2 separate regions of the Hordeum vulgare genome follow, and region 1 is linked to region 2. Evidence: chromatin contacts called from public Hi-C data. All regions are on one chromosome and are shown on one strand. Each heading gives the region's core, a stretch centred on a gene start, on an enhancer-like site or on the middle of the called end of the contact. The rest is flanking DNA. Distances are from core to core; before and after follow the strand shown. Region 1 holds the start of LOC123448789 (30S ribosomal protein S1, chloroplastic). Region 2 holds the start of LOC123448788 (ABC transporter I family member 20).

The links. A called contact is a pair of places that touch in the nucleus more often than the background predicts.
Region 1: a contact with region 2 is called in a Hi-C map of seedling, with 5 times the contacts expected there. The contact joins the promoter of LOC123448789 here to the promoter of LOC123448788 in region 2. A contact is called at or near these places in 3 of 6 Hi-C or Micro-C datasets (leaf and seedling) and 1 of 1 datasets of contacts at active chromatin or transcription factors (embryo).

What each region holds. Positions count from the first base shown.
Region 1 is chr4H:417,297,499-417,301,177 of MorexV3_pseudomolecules_assembly, forward strand. LOC123448789 (30S ribosomal protein S1, chloroplastic) reads left to right here and starts at 1,627. Exons shown (of 7, transcript XM_045125797.1): 1 at 1,627-1,976; 2 at 3,436-3,679. The coding sequence starts at 1,704.
Region 2 is chr4H:416,519,158-416,523,209 of MorexV3_pseudomolecules_assembly, forward strand. LOC123448788 (ABC transporter I family member 20) reads right to left here and starts at 2,353. Exons shown (of 7, transcript XM_045125796.1): 1 at 2,060-2,353; 2 at 1,824-1,957; 3 at 1,534-1,653; 4 at 64-159. The coding sequence starts at 2,210.

The DNA of each region.
Region 1 (3,679 bases), core at 377-2,876, 780 kb after region 2:
GAACAAAAATTTGAAATAATAACAATTTTGAAACACTGAACAAATTTGAAAGTGCGAACAATTTTTTACAGCAATAACATTTTTTGCATTTTGAGAACAAATTTTGAAACCGAAAACAATTTAAAAAAACATGACCAAATTTGGAAGCACGGACAATTTTTTAAATACACGAACATTTTTTGAATCTCGAGAACAATTTTTTGAAAAGTAGAACAATTTTATTAAAAAAACAAACAAATTTGAAAGAGTGAACAATTATTTACAGAACAAAGATTTTTTGAATTTTGAGAACAAATTTGAAACCGAGGACCACTTTAAAAAACTTGACCGAATTTGCAAGCGCAAACTAATTTTTTAATACACAAAGTTTTTGAAAAACATAAACAATTTCTTAGTCTATAAACAAATTTGAAAACAGGAGCATTTTACAAACATAGAACATATTTTTGTAAGAAATAACATTTTTTGAATTTTGTGAACAATTTTTGAAATTTGAACATTTTTTGAACTTATGTACACTTTTTAAAACAGGAACATGTTTTGAATTTATGTACATGTTTTGAAACAGCAAATGTTTTTTAGAAAATGAAGAATATTTTTTAAACTTCCCGAACATTTTCAAATCATGAATAATTTTATAATTTCCAAAAAACATTGAACAATTTTTGAATTTGTGAACAAATTTTCAAAAAAGAGAAACAAATTTCGTAAAACAGGAACATTTTTTTTATAAAAATATGAAAATAATACCATTTTTTCAGATCTATGAACAATTTATGAAAAAAGATTTTTTTAAATCATGCAGATTTTTAATACGAGAACAATTTTTGAAAAACAAACATTTTTTAAAAGATGAACACATTGGAAGCAGGAACATTTTTTGAAGCACGAACATTTAAATATAAACTGTGAATGCGAGAATATTTTTTGAAATTTAAAACAAAATTATAAAATGTCAAACTGAAAAATTGGAAAAGAAAAAGGAACAACCGTGAAGAAAAAAGTTAAAAGGGAAAACATATTTTTTCCCGAAAAAGGAACATTTCCTAAAAATGTTGAACTTTTCTGAAAATGTCGGACATTTTTCTAAAGTCCTGAACATTTTTTGAAGCTAGGAATGTTTTTGAAAATGGCAAATATTTGAAATTAAGAACATTTTTTATAAAATCAAGAACATTTTCTGAATTTCAATTTTTTAAAAAAACATGAACTTAGGTTAAAAAGTAACCATAGAAAAAAAACTGAAGCAGAAAAACGAACAAATAAAAAAATGGAGAAATGGAAACAGAAAAAAGGACAAATACAATGAAGCAGAAATCGGAATTGCGGAGGGAGATGGGCTGGGCCAGTTTGTCGCGCCCTGTGCGTTTGCTCGACTATTTGACGCAGTGTGCGTCAAATAAGGTTTTCCCGCAGCTCGGACTGCGCTCTCGGCGTAAATGACCAATTCTGGACGTGGGCTCCGGCCCAAGTTGTCTTAGCCCAGCAGTAAACTTTTTTATTTGTACGATTTCGCTACTGGGCTGGGACATTTTTACGATTGCACTGGGTGTAGCCCAGTCTGGCAGCCTGGCCCAGAAACCCAATCATCTCCTATCCTCAAATCCCACGGCCACCGGATAACACAGCCACGCCTCCCCTCCCCTCCCCTCCCCTCTGCCTGTTCCTCATTGGAAGTACCGAGCGAGCAGAGGCAGAAGAGGATGGCGTCCTTGGTCCAGCACGTCGCAGGGCTCGCGTGCCCACCGCTCTCCGGCGCGTCGCGCCGCCCCGGGGCGCCGATGCGGCCGTCCGCGCTGGTCTGCGGGACGTACGTGCTGAGCAAGGATGAGAAGGAGCGGGAGCGGATGCGCACGCTGTTCGACGAGGCCTCCGAGCGCTGCCGCACTGCGCCCATGGAGGGCATCACCTTCTCGCCCGAGGACCTCGAATCCGCCGTCGAGACCACCGACATCGACACTGACATTGGCTCACTCGTAATCCACCCCTCCCTTGTTCCTGCTCGCTCGTTTCATGTGGAACACATAGCAATGGCTGCTCAACTGCAATATCGTCAGTAGGGGATTGGGATAGCAGGTCGCGTGTATTGCTTATAGATTTCCGTTTAATTGGCTTTATATCGCTCGTAAGTTTATTTAGCAATGAAGACGTGTCATATTTCTTACTGCTTGCGGGTTTTAGATTTTCATTTTGTACTAACTTTGACTGCCCTATGTTCCTAATGTTCCTGTAAAATGTTAGTCCCGTAGGTTCGAATAGAATGTTCAAGTGAACTAGAATGGGTTTGCCGTATTAGTTTCCCATTTCCTCTTCTTTTTTCTTTTTTGAGGGGCGAGTGGTACTATGTTATCTAGGAACGACGGCACCGTTACTGTTTGTTCAATGCTTTCTGAAGGAAAGTACTCCCTCCGTCCCAAAATAACTGTCTCAACTTTGTATTAGCTCTAATACAAAGTTGTATTAAGGTTAAGACATTTATTTTGAGACGAAGGAAGTAATAAATCTAGATTCTTACATCAAATGGAAATACAATTGAAATTCCTGAGTTGTGGGACCTTAGATCAACTTAAAAAATTAGCCAATTCGGTTAATTCTGAGCTGACACAATACTTTCAGCAAGGAGCTGTTTGGTTACCTGCAAGCTTTTCATGTTTTCTGGAGCCTGGCCCAGTGGAGCCTGTTTGATCGTATGCAGCCTTTGGGCCACGTTCTGCATGTCGTTTGGTCGCCCACATTTACCCCAGTCCGCATCCTTCCCATTAGTGTAAATTGCAATAGACCGAGCTTGCATCTGGAGAAACGGCCGATCTGAGCGTTCTTGGCGGGCCTGGCCGAGGGGTGCTTTTAGTTTCGTGCGGGCCAGTTTTTCCGTGCGAGTCAGGCAGCCAAACAGCTTGGACTTAGCCTGCTAGAGCCTTGTTGGGCTTGACGCAGGTCACCAAACACGTCATGACTGACTGATTGCTGCGTGTTTTTCTAAATTAGGTCCCCTCCAATTAGGTATGTGATATTGAATTAAGAAGATCCAGCTAAAAGCAAAATGTTGTTGTGTGACACGTGCACATGGACACAAAATGGAGTTGTCATAGCTGCTGGATATTTTTTTCTCGAACGAGCCCGGAAGCATGTCTTTGAAGTAAACACGTGCTAGATAAGCACAAACGACTAGTTGAATATGAGCATTGTACCCACCAATGGCAAAGGGAGGTATAGCTGCTGAATTTGCAGCTCTCCATTACTATTTTTGCTTTGGTACCAACAATTCTATTATTATCTCCTTTTTTACATGTGTTACTTCTTTGTTATTTGTGCAACATGCTACTTTTTGGGCATGCTGAGACTGATAGTATAAGATTTCTTAATTAGCTTCACAAAATTTGTATTACACTGTTCCTAACATCTAAAAAATATTTTGCATGCTTGTGATGACTACAGATTAAAGGGACAGTATTCATGACCACTTCAAATGGTGCATTTATTGACATTCAATCAAAGGCTACTGCTTTCTTGCCTATAGATGAGGCATGCCTTCTTGATATTGACCATATAGAGGAGGCAGGCATCCGGCCGGGTTTAGTGGAGCAGTTCATGATAATTGATGAGAACCCAAATGATGAAACTTTGATTCTGAGCTTACAATCAATTCAGCAAGACCTTGCCTGGGAAAGGTGCAGGCAGC
Region 2 (4,052 bases), core at 1,103-3,602:
TGTGTGCACACAAAGTTGAGAACTTGATTGATCCTTTTGGTGAAAAAGCAAGGCAAAACAAACCTTGAATGGCTTGAGAAGTCCCATGCAAATCTGGACTCTTCTCCTCTGACCATCTGATGCCTTGTGCATGCGCCAGGTAAGGTCAATATCCAAAATCTGCAACATGACATAATAGGAAGTTTAATAATGTAGGGCATGAGAGTAACGGTAATGGTTTATGGTTAGGACAAACAAAGGAAATGTTATGTCCTAGTTGCTTATATAATTGAAATGAGCATCTCCATGGGCAAACCTCAAATTTGGCACCCCATTTCTCCGCAGACACGTGTCTGCTCCTCTCCCCCATTTGTCTTCCCCACAAACGGTGTCCCCCAATTTATCCCCAAATTGTTTGGACATATCCATATGATTAGTGGGGACGGAGGGAGAGGAAAGAGAGAAAGTGCTTTGGGTGGGCCGGGCTGACATGGCGGACATGTCCGGACAGCCCCATTTCCTCCCCATATATGGGCTTGATTTGGTGAGGTCCAGACAATCCAGACTTACTGGGCAAGTTCAGGAGGCCCGCTGGGAGGGTCCTATTGTGTCCGGACTGTCCGCCCGGACATATAGGGGAGGTTTGAGGAGTGCCCTTGGAGTTGTAAGAATATTATGTCCTACTAGCTCCTAATTTATAGATCATACGGCAAACATACAAAATGCAATGTCCTACTTCCTAATTTATAGATCAATGAATTTTCTTAACAGTCTTACATGGGTAGACTAATATTCCTGAGAACCGTAACACACATACGCTTTCCTGCTCAAAGGTATTCTTATATCAGCATACCATCACATAAGGTTCGGGGGCAGACCCACATAGTCCCAACCGGGTGGATTGGATTTATTGTTTGAGTGAAGTTCTGGTTAGCTTATTATTTTTGTAGGCATGGTGTATTTATATGTGTGACACCGGTGAGCCAATCGCTAGAAGCAAGTACACCTATGTTTCACATTTTGAGTTTTAACCTTTTCTGAACACCCTTACCATTACAAAGACAGAGTCTAGTTTACTGAGCCTGGGAACTGGTGATGATTAGCTCTATTACACACTACAATCTTTGTAGGATAACAGTCGTATAATACCTCAAAGGCAAATGCTTTAACTGAACTGTCAGGCACTTGGGATGTTCTTTAATATACAGCTAGATAAAATAGTTTATATGACATTGGCTGTAACTGGTCAGAATATGCAAGTATGGCCGTGACAAACGGGAGGTTTCTGGATACAATTTGATTGTTGCAGAAGCACTAGTTCAAGCAACAGAATTTTTCAAGTCCTCGTGTATGGAACACAACAATTTCCACATAATCCGGTAAAGGGGATGACAAATAAGTAACCAGTATAGAATATTGGTGCATGAAAGCAAAGAAGCTCAAATAGCAAACTTCAGTTCTGTTAACATGGTATCATTAAATTTGACAAGTAAGCTCCCCAGGGAAATGTGATTTACAGATAAATTTGTATTGGTGATTTTGGGGTGAACTTGCCTTGATAAGCTCATCTCTTCTCTGAGGATCAACGCCAGTGACACCAAATAGCATCTTCTCTGCAGAAATGTCCATCTGTATATTCACCTGGTAGCCAGCAAAGGCAACATCCCGCCTCCACTGCACCCATTTGGGGGGATTTACAAAATTAAATTCATCGGAAGATGGTTAGCGGCAAAATTCGCGCACGCCTTGACCAATGTCCAGCCTCTCAATTGCACAACGCAGCCTCAAAAAGGAAAACAATTGCAGAACGGACGAGGAATGAAATTCTTAAATTATATGCCCACCTCGCCGCCAAGGTAGCAGAGGTCACCGGAGGAAGTAAGCGCCGTGTCGTGGAAGGCCGACCTTCCCAGGACCCGAACCATGCTCGGATCCACCATGTGCTTCCCGCCTAGTATCTTCAGTATCGTTGTCTTACCTGCCCGCCGCACCCACCCAAATCAAAGCCCGCAAACAGGACGACAGAGACGAGACGAGCCGACGAGGGAGAGAGGAGCGGTTTCAGAGGGCCAAGAGCTACCTGCACCGTTGGAGCCGACGAGAAGGCAGCGCTGACCGGCTTCGAGGGAGAAGCAGACGTCCTCGATGAGGGGCGGTGCTCCGGGCGGCGGCTTGCCGTCGATTCCCGGATAGGTGAAGGTGAGATTCCTGATCTCTACTGTTGGCGCCATGGTGCGTGACTGCTCGCCGTGGCCGGAGGTGGAGTCGGAGGCGGAGCTCGGAGCTGTGAGTTTCGGTTGGTGGACAGGACGAGAGTAGCGTAGCGGGCCAACGTGTTGAAAGCTTGCTAGGCTCCGGTTGTTGAGATTGTTGGGCCGCGGTTGGTGGCTGGCCCGGTAGAGACAGCTTTTAATTCGGGAACCCAAGGACAGCACAGGGCCACGTCTCGGTTTTGGAGCCCCAGAATTGGCCACCGACGGCAAATCTGTTTTCAAAACGGTATAGCTATCTGCGAATGTTTGCTGGGGGTGAGGTCCGAGCGAACGTCCCCTAGAGCACTCCGATCTGGATCGCACGATGACAATTGCCAAAAAATTCCCGTGAATTAGACAAACTGCCATGACATTTCTGTATAATGCCACCCCACCACATAGACCTCCACCCTGAGTGTTCGTAGTTGCCATCTGTGCTCGCGATCGTTCGCCAGGAATTTGCATACTTCCAAAAAGGGCACCCTCCCCTCAAAAAATAATAATTAGAAAGGATACCCTCACAAAAGGTAAATGCTCGTATGAGCATGCATCGTTGGATTGGTTTGTGATATATATCGAAAAATAAAAAGTTGGTCTGCTTCTATGTTTCTTTTTCTCATTAGCAAACCTTAGAAGTTGATCATCGAGTGGCATGAGAGAAGCAATATGATGGTAAATAGAACCGTACGTCTTTTAGAACATATGGACCGTCATCCACATTGGAATTTATGTCGATGTCAGCATCCTTAGAACAAAACAAAAAATGGTAATGTCTAATTACCGAAGGTTTGCCTTGTGTTGGTGGATCTTTCACTTGTGCTTCCAAAGGCCTAAGGTCATTATACATGATTGCTTGAGCCACATAATTCACACCGTTTGGACCGTGCAAAAGACAGTGAGATTACTCAATAGTACTCACCCCCGCCCGTGCCAATGACAAAGTGGTTCTCTCTGATGTTGTGTCAAAAGATTGAAATTTGCATGACATAGCCTTCTTGATAGAAGCACGATGGTCCCGAATAAGCATTAGCTTAGTACTTTGTCAATGTATGTGCTCTGGCTCGGCGCTACTAATCATCTTGATATTTTTATAAAGATTTATGCCCAGTATATACGCAGCTTCACCCATGTATTTCACTATTTTTCAATGACTCTTTTATCGTGTTAACAAATTTTACGTTATTCCCCATTAACAATATGTCATCAAAATATAGTATAGGAAATGTTATGCACTCTCACTAACTTTCTTGTAGACACAAGCCTCTTCATGGTTCTTGATGAAGCAAACCCTTTGACCACTTCATCGGAACAAAAATTCCAACTACTTGATGTTTGCTTTCAGCTCATAGATAGTTTTTTCAAAGTTTCCATACCTTGTCAACATCCTTGGATCGACAAAAAACCTTGGTTGTATCATATAGACGCCCTTAGTAAATTTTTATTAAGGAAAATCATTTTGACATCCATCAGCCTTATCATTTCTTTTAGAGAAAAGGCTCTACCAAGCCCGAGAAGGACTTGGACCTAACACGACTTTCAATTAACAAAGCCATCAACCGGTGAGGATACAACGAACAACTACAAACAAACATAACTAAAAGAAGAAGAAGAAAATGGGGATGCAACCCCGGACAACAGATACAAGGTGAAGAAGCTAAGCAAACGACGCTCACATTCCTAACACAAAGCACATCAGTGTGATGCAAGGGACGGATTCGTCACTAGAGTCACAGGCTGAAGGAGAGCACCACGGCAACAGGACCAAGCCAGAGCTCGCTAGTAACAGTCCCCAACATCACCAAGGCATCACAGTTGCCGGAG